2 separate regions of the Mus musculus genome follow, and region 2 is linked to region 1. The links are chromatin contacts, called in public Hi-C maps. All regions are on one chromosome and are shown on one strand. The core of a region is the stretch at or near the end of the contact, and the rest is flanking DNA. Distances in the headings are between cores, read along the strand shown.

Region 1 (4,230 bases), core at 187-2,686:
TGCTTCTGTGTTTAATTCTATGATCACCTTGAAGTTAGCACATAGCCATGATGTAAGATTCATTTTTTCTGTGGTTGTCCAGTTGCTCCACTCATTGAAAAGATTAAAATTCCCACACTGAATTGCTTCAGGTTATGGTGTATTTGAACTCTGCAGTCACATTGGTCCACAATTCCCTTCTGCTTACTATTCTAGGTTGACCATTGTAGTTTCATAGTGAGGTTTATAATAAATAGGCTATGCACATGCTCCTAGTTCTTCCTATACATGTTCATGGATCTGTAGGTTTTAGCTTTTCAAATAAAACCTGCTGGCATCTGGAGAGAACTGACATTGTAACATTTTGAGATTTAGAGGCCTGTTGTGTCATATGGCAGTGATTTAATGTTCAGTGTACAGGGCCGGCACCTGCTTTAGTAAATTTATCCCTAGTACACTTTCCACTTGGAAGGTTTTACTTAACCCCACTTCCCCTGACATTTCTGAAACTGGACGGGTAATCCTCCCATTTCACATCCACAACAATGTGCACACCCAGGGGAGTTCATGGACAAACCTATAGTCATTTCTCCCCTCTGACAGTGTTGCCCTTTGCAAAATGTCTTTCTCTCATTATAAGCAAGATGCCTGAAAAGTACTAATATGCATACTTCAGTTGACAAACAGTATCAAGTCAGTACTTGATTTTGATGGATCATTTCCTTAACCCTATCTCTCTATGAGGTTTACCATTTTATTTTCTTTTGCAGAAATGTAGGCATACACAAACTTCTAAATTCCCAGACTGGTGGAGTCAGGAATTTGGGGGTTGAATTTCAGTAAACTGACTCTAGGCTGCTTGCTTAGCCACACTCTATAAAGGGAAAGGAAAGGGGGCTATTACCAGAATGGTTCTTGAGAAGAAGAGAGAAAAAGGGGAGATTAAATGTGGAGAGCCATTGGGCACTTCTTCCCAGCAGGACAGGAAACTTGTTAACACCATGGCTGGATTTCCTGTCAGTATCCTAACACCTATCCCTCTTTGCCTACGTCCTTTCTCCCAGCTTCCTTTAGAACAGATCTCTAGAACCCATGACATCCGTCTGACCCAGTAATGAAAGGCATGGGGCAAGGCTAGGCCGGAGTTGCTTCTCCAGAAACTCGGGAGAGCGAGCATTTGGTAGGGAGACCCTGCTCTCGGGGCAAAACCCCTGCCACCTCGGGTGCACTCGCTCTATCTGGACAAGGCTCTCCAGCGGGGCACCCACTGCCAGGGCGCACGTCGCTCGCGTCTCTCTAGGAAGAGGTCGCAGCCAGTGCGGACAGCTCTCCCGCGGGAGCGCGCCGCGTGACACTGCCTGGAAGCCATGACCCCGGCTGGCCCACCCCGGGGCTAGGGCCCTGAGCGCGCGCTCCCGAGAGGCGGCGCCGGGGCGGGGCGCGCGGCCGGGGGCGCGCTCCTCCCCCTCGCGGGAGGCCGGGCAGGCGGCGCCGACCCCCCGCGCGTCGCACATGGAGCGCTGGACCGAGGCGGCGGCCGCGGGCAGCGGCACTTCAGTGGCGCGCTCAGCCGGCCCCTCCCGCTCCTGTGCGCTGCTCCTCCGGGTCCGCGTGCGCGGTCACCATGGCGTCCAGTGAGGAGGACGGCACCAACGGCGCCTCCGAGGCCAGCGACGAGAAGGAAGCCGCCGGCAAGCGGAGACGCCTAGGCTTACTGGCCACCGCCTGGCTCACCTTCTACAATATCGCCATGACGGCCGGGTACGTGCGCGCGAAGGTCCTTCCACGCTCCGCAAGCACCAGTGCGGTCCCTCAGCGATCCGGGCTCGGGGACGCGGGGAGCGCGCTCTCGCGGGGCTGCTGGGGGTCGAGGGCGCGCGCACGGGGATGGAACGGAAGCGCACGGGGGAACTGTCAGGGGTCTAGGCGGAGGCGCGCGACGGTGGCGGGGGCTTTTGGAGCGAGAGCGCGCGTGTCGGCCAACTGGGGGTCGCGGCCCCGTAGGCGCACATGGAGCGGGACAGCGCGTGTGCCCGGCCACTTGCGATCGGAGCACTCTGGGAGAGTGGCCGGGGCGCAGAGAGCAAGAGCGCGCGTGCTGGGCCCTAGGTGGTCGCGGCGCGGCGGGGGCGCGCGGCGCAGTGGGGGAGGGGCGTAGCGGGGTTGAATGGAGCGGGGCGGGGCGGGGCGGCCAGCCGCCGCTCGCTGGGCATTGCCTAATACGGTGCACGGTGTGGCGCGGCGGCACGGGGCGCGGGCCGGAGGTTAAGTATAGACCCGGGCAGGAATGTGGGGCCGACCCACGGGGCAGGCGACTGCGGCTCGGCCGCCTCCGCCTGCTGTTGAAGAAACGGCCCGGTCTATTCACCCGAGCCGGGAGCTGTCCGCTGGCTGTGGGCACCGGACCCTGGCCGTGTGGTTCCTGGTGCTGTGGATTGCTGGGCAGTGTCTTCACCTACTGTTTTTTCTTCACCTACTGTTTTTGTTTTAAGCATGGCACTTAGAAATGCCCACTTGGGACTTTGTTTGAAACATCTGGAACAGGGCAGATAATCAGCATCTTTCTGGCCTTGTCCTTTCCAGATTACCGACTACCCACCCTACTCCCCATCTCTGGCCTCCCCCCAGACCTAGTGTGAGTAGGAAGTTAGGATCAAAGGGCTATCAAATGACTTATGGGTCTACTGTGACCGAAACCCATTATGAAAATGTCCTTTGCTGTCTTGCCTTTAGAAAGAGTTACTTTCTCAATATCTTCTCACGTTTTAAGTTAGAGGATTGTGAAGAAACCTTTAGTATTTAAAAGTCTCTGAAGCTTATAGAAAAAATGTGAACGTGTAAAAAAATGTGATTCTATTTAACAAATGTTCCTGTCGATCATCTAGTATATATTATACTACTGAACATCAAATATAATTAGTTCGTAGATATGTATTTATTGGGGGTTACTGTGTGCCAGGGACTGTGCTGGTTCCTTTGGCTGTCTTCTAATTTTTAGTTTTCTGCAATCCTGTGAGGGGTACAGAATAATATTTTAGAGTGAGGTATGGAGAGACCCCCAAGTCACTGGCTGGAGATCACAACCAGAAAGTGTCAGGCATGGATTTCCTCTGAGACTCACTCCAGAGTTGTGCAACCTCATCTTCTTGCTGCCCTGAATTCCAGACCTTTGAAAGTTCAGAAAAGCAAACAGCCTTAGAACAACTGGCAGATGGTTCAATGCCCACCATACTCTGTTGCCTCAAAATGCAGCAGGGTCTGGGAGCGGCCGGTTTCCTCTGAGACTTGCTCACCAAGTGAGTAAACGTTTTTGGAATACTCACCTTATGTTAGTTGATTGGCTGGCCCTTCCCTGTCCAGTCTGCTTTCCATTTTTAAGACCACGTTATTGTTTCAAAAATGAAAACTTGCTGCACAATCCCAGTTTAAGATCTTGATTGAGAAAGTTAAAATAATCCCCGGGTGGCCGGCTCCCATCCTAAGGAACTTGGGATGTGCTCATCGACAACCATTTTCACAGATTCCCGTACTACCCAGTTTACCTTTCCAGTGTTCTTGCCTTTGAAACCCCCTGACTCTGTTTTTCAGGATGCGTTTTACAGTTCTCTTTGTCTTTGCTGTTCCCTCTTTCTGTGATGTCATCCTTTTCTTGTGGCTGCAGCAGTACCTTTGAACTTTTCTAGGCTCCCCTGCCTAGAGGGGCTTTGTGTCCTCACACTTTAGTCCTGCTGTGCCCTCCTTTCTGCAAGCCAGTGCTTATTCTAAGTGTGTCTGTCTTTTTACTGAGAGGGACCACTGTTTATCAAGGCAGATTACCCAGTAGTTCTATGAGCCCCCATAGATAAGCTTTCATATTTTCTTATTTACCCTTCAGGTTTATGCCCAGGCACCTTCTGTGATGTACTAGCACACCCTGACTCTTTGATTTTTTTCCGTCCCACTTGTTGTCACTCAACCATACCATGATTGTACTAATTCTTCATTGTAAGTTCCAGGAAGTAATAAATACTTATTGAATGAATGAATGAGTGAATGGGTGATGAATATCTTATAGAACATTGGTGATGAATGTCTGTTGTATAAGGCCCTGTTTCCGCTTGATACTCAATTACGACATTCTAATTTTCAAATTATACTTTTTATTGTTATGTAAGACTGTATAGAAGAAATGTACAATTATTGATTAAGTCAGGCCCTATGGACATTTTAAAGTTCCCTTACCCTGACCCTTGGAATAATTAGTGGCTTTCG
Region 2 (4,275 bases), core at 307-2,806, 59 kb before region 1:
TTAAAGTCAGGAACAAGACAAGGCTGCCCATTCTCCCGATATCCACTCAATATAGTACCTGAAGATTTAGCTAGAGCAATTAAGACAACAAAATGAGATCAAGGGGATACAAATTAGCAAAGAAAAAGTCAAGGTATCATTATTTGCAAATGATATGATAGTATACATACATAAACAACCCCCAAAATTCTACCAGAGAACTTCTACAGCTGATAACTTCAGCAAAGTTGCTGGATATAAAATTAACTCAAACAAATCATTAGCCTTTCTTCATACAAATGATAAACAGGCTGAGGAAAAAAAACAGGGAAATAACTCCCTTCACAATAGCCACAAATACTATAAAATATCTTCGGGTAACCCGGAATGTATCTTTTCATATCAAATGAAAACACAGAAAAATCCTAAACCTACTACTGTGTGGCCTGCAGAAGAACTACCCCCCCCCCCCCAAAGAAGTTCATGTGGATCTGTAGTCTTTTCAAGGAAACGCAGTTCTTACAGTCTAGGAAACACACACATACACAAACGTTCTTTGGAATTTGAAATGGGAAGAACGTAGCAATAAAAAACACAAAGAAAGACGACTTCTTGACTTCTAGACATGATGCTCCTTACCTTATTTAATACATTGCTTACTTCACTAGCAAAGTCTCTTGAACATACTTCTAAGTGAAAAATTTTGCCACAGTTTGATACACATGCTCCCAGAAGCTGCAAGGATAGAGTGAGGAATTAAAAAGGTTCAATGCTGAGAGCTAATCAAGTAGTGCTGCTTACTGAAAACGAAGCTACTTACAGTTAAGGCTTGCATAGCAACATGGGGGTCTTTATGGTTCACTCTTCTCATAATGGAACGAAGACAATCTTTAGGTCTAAAAAATGAGAAATTTAACAATAAAACATCGAGGTCCCTCCAATCAGTGTACAAATGGGAAGGTATTATACAAGGGGTTGATTATTAATGACATCTGCAAACAATATGCTAGGTCCTTTAAGCTTTCCAAAGGTAACACATGTTCTTGCTTAGCAGACATAGGTGAAGCACTTCTAGTTAATTCTGCAGTAAGAACTGTGGGTAAATGGAAGGAAGGCTAAGACATTTCAAGTCTGACAAAATAAATGAAGCAAGATTTATATTCCTACTATAAACAATTACACAATTAGAAAATACATATGGGATATGTATTGAGCAATGTTGCCCCATATTTTGGGTAGTGACAGGTGCTTTTCCTCTGGTCCCGGCCCACACAGAGCCTGCTCGACTTGCTCGTCACAACTGTGAGCAAGGGAAAGGTGATGATCAAAAGCAGACAGGTCCAAGGAGATGCAACAGGAATTGGTGAAGTAATACAATCAGGCAAGGAGAATAATCATGGGGTGGGAAAGGATGCTCCAGCCTAAGTCTTGTTTACAGTAATGCAGGAGTGACCGTGGTCTTCCTAATGAGGAATAAGTGCAGACAGGGATAAGAGAGCCACCAAGAGAACGAAGCACTGTCATGGAAAGGAAACCTCAGGAGCTATGACATAAGAAACACATTCGGCAGCTTTTTGTACCAGAGCTAAATGGCCAATTTTCTGCTCCAAGCTGTTGAAAAATGACTGTGTCACAAACTCAGTGAGCAACCCAAAGAGAATTTTAGGCTAACTACCAGATAACAGAAACAGAAAGCTTCACACATCCAGACCAACATTTAGTTCTTGGAATTTTTATTATGGGCAGAAGTTCTGGTTATGTAAAGCAATGAAGAAAACAGCTGGACTTCGTTTTCCGTTCCTGAGGTGCTAGAGACTGATCATAGGACTTTCATGATAGAGAGAAGCACTCTATCACTGAGATACATCCCAGTCTACATTTGTTTTATTTTCTATTCTATATTTCTCTACTTCATTTTTCTCTCAATCCATTATTTTAAAACTACAACAAATGAAAAAAAAAATAAGCGGATGTGCACGTAGGTCAATGACAGAGTGCCCCGCATGACCTGAATTTGATCCCATCCTTGAAATTAATTAATTAACTAATTAATTAATATTGAGGTATTTGCGGACATTAGGCTAGACAGTAATGAATAATAATTCACAAAGAGGAAACAAGTCAGATAAGCCACAAGTTTGTGTCAACTTCCTGCCCCCAGATGCTTTCCATACTTTAGTGCACACTAAATTCCAGAATTTGAGAGATGATCTAAGCCAAAGTGCACCTGCCACATGTGCACGAAGCCCTGAGCTCAATGACCCAGCCAGCATAGCAAATGTGCCGAAGTCTAAGGACCCGTCTTGAAAACAAGGTAGAAAGTGACTAGAAAAGATACCTGACACCAACTTCTGGCCTCCACATGCACGCCCACACGTATACATCATATACATGTGAACACACATGTACAAAACACACACAGATTATAAAAAGTTAGACAATTAATTAGAATAAACTAGATTTCTCAATCTGCTACAATGTGAGCTGCTTCACTTTCCCCTACTCTGACAGACTGAAACCTATGAAATTATGAACTTATGAAATTAGCGGTGGGATTGTTGATATGAGTTTTTTTTTTTATATGATTTAGAACTCATTACAGATCTGTGGGGGAAACTTGAAAAAGCTTGAAGATATATAAGTTAAGAGAGTTCTGCAATGCTGTAAGCAGAGCTCAATGGGAAGCTCAGATGTGTGCTTAGAATGCTAACAGAATATAGACAGTACAGGCTCTTCTCAAGATGCTTCAAACAAGAACTAAGGACTCCACAGGCTATGGAGTCAGAGGTCATTTGTGTTACATTCTGGCAAAGAACTTGCTATATTTAGTCTTATCCTGAGGCTTTATGGAAGGTTGAACTTCAAAGGTGTGGAGTAATCTGCTTGAGGATATTTCAAGCCAGGCCACCATTTAGGCTGTATCATGATTAGTGATGCTTTTAGCCAAATTTACATAGAGTCACAATGGAAAACACAACAGAAAGGCCTGGAAAGTTTGCAGTTTGCTCAGAAAGAAATTGTGGGCAAAGTTGAGGCCAGAAAACTGTGGTTACTGGAGAGATTGAAACCATTAAAAAATTAGACCCATATTCTACATCAGTACAGTAGGGAAAATGCTTAAACGACTCTGAAGGAGTCACACCATACCCTGCATTTGACTCTCTTTTAAGAAAAGAGTTCTAGGGCATCCTGCTCACTGAAGGCAGCCCAGGAAACCTCACCATACATATAAACACTCTATGCCTATGGTCCAAGGGGATCCAACCACGCTTCAAGCTGGCAAAATTCCTTAGCGTTGTTCACATTGGTGATGGTTTTGCAAAGAAACTAAATCTGAGAATTATATGGTCATGAAGGCTTCCCTATAGATTTGAAAGGAATGCTTGGGAAGCCAGGGAAAGAGTCAAGATCCCTGAAGACTGTAATTTGTGCACCTGTGACAATGGGACCTGAATAACAGCAATGCAGATACCTAGGAAGTCAGTGATGCAAAGAATGTGGGATGAATGTCAAGGTGAGCCACAAGCAGTAAGTGGAGTCAACCCAAGAAAGAGGCCATGGAGGCAGTAAAGCAAAGGCCATGAGGTGGGGCTTACCATGAATGGGAGAAAATATTTCCTAGATATACATCTGACACACGGTTAATAAACAGAATATATAAGAATTTTTTTAAAAAACCTAAACATTAAGAAAAGCTGATTAAAAATGAGGTATGGAACTAAATAAAGAGTTCTCAAGAGAAGAAACACATATGACCACTAAACACTTAATAGTTTTAAAAATAGTCTTAGCAATGAAGGAAATGTAGATTTCAACTACCTTAAAATTCCATTTCACCCTAGTCAGAACGGCCACCAAGAATAATGGCAACAAATGTTTATGCAGCATAGAACATCCTCTCACACTATTGGTAAAAATCTAAAATAGTGCAGCCACTTCAAAAAACAACTGGAGGGTCCTCATTAAACTAGAAATAACATTACCATGACTCATCTATACCACTCCTAGGCATATAACCAAAGAAATCTATGCCCTATTATAGAGAAACTCATACATACACATTCACCACTACAGTCTTGTCAAGCAAGGCACTGGAGTTAGCCTAGACACCCATCAATCAGTGAGTGTGTATGTATTAGCAGTACATACACACAATGAGTTCTATTCAGCTGTAAAGAAAAAGTAAATATTTATTTTTCCAGGAATATGGATGAAACTGGCATTTGTGGGAGGAGGGTACTGAATAAGGTAATCCATGCCCCGAAAGGCAGATGCCACATGTTCTCTTTCCTAAAG

Evidence for each region. Hi-C and Micro-C count contacts between places; a contact is called where the count stands out from the background.
Region 2: a Hi-C map of muscle stem cells shows a contact between it and region 1, with 1.6 times the contacts expected there. The contact joins the enhancer-like site here to the promoter of Hacd1 in region 1. A contact is called at or near these places in 5 of 39 promoter capture datasets (3T3-L1-derived adipocytes, the HPC-7 cell line, fetal liver and 1 more), 1 of 15 datasets of contacts at CTCF or cohesin (CD8 T cells), 5 of 484 Hi-C or Micro-C datasets (colon epithelium, embryonic stem cells, liver and 2 more), 3 of 115 datasets of contacts at active chromatin or transcription factors (embryonic stem cells and heart atrium) and 3 of 9 other capture datasets (adipose tissue, liver and pancreatic islet).

Annotation. Positions count from the first base shown.
Region 1 is chr2:14,053,241-14,057,470 of GRCm38.p6, reverse strand. Hacd1 (3-hydroxyacyl-CoA dehydratase 1) reads left to right here and starts at 1,436. Exons shown (of 7, transcript NM_013935.3): 1 at 1,436-1,740. The coding sequence starts at 1,604.
Region 2 is chr2:14,112,417-14,116,691 of GRCm38.p6, reverse strand. It overlaps Stam (signal transducing adaptor molecule (SH3 domain and ITAM motif) 1), which reads right to left. Exons shown (of 14, transcript NM_011484.3): 3 at 800-875; 4 at 619-714. Among named protein-coding and RNA genes, the nearest start is that of Stam, 40 kb to the right of the region's middle. Within about 2 kb of position 1,556, at least 3 of the 459 cell types and tissues checked have an H3K27ac peak or open chromatin away from gene starts, as enhancers often do. A contact at or near this core is called in muscle stem cells, where this site is marked.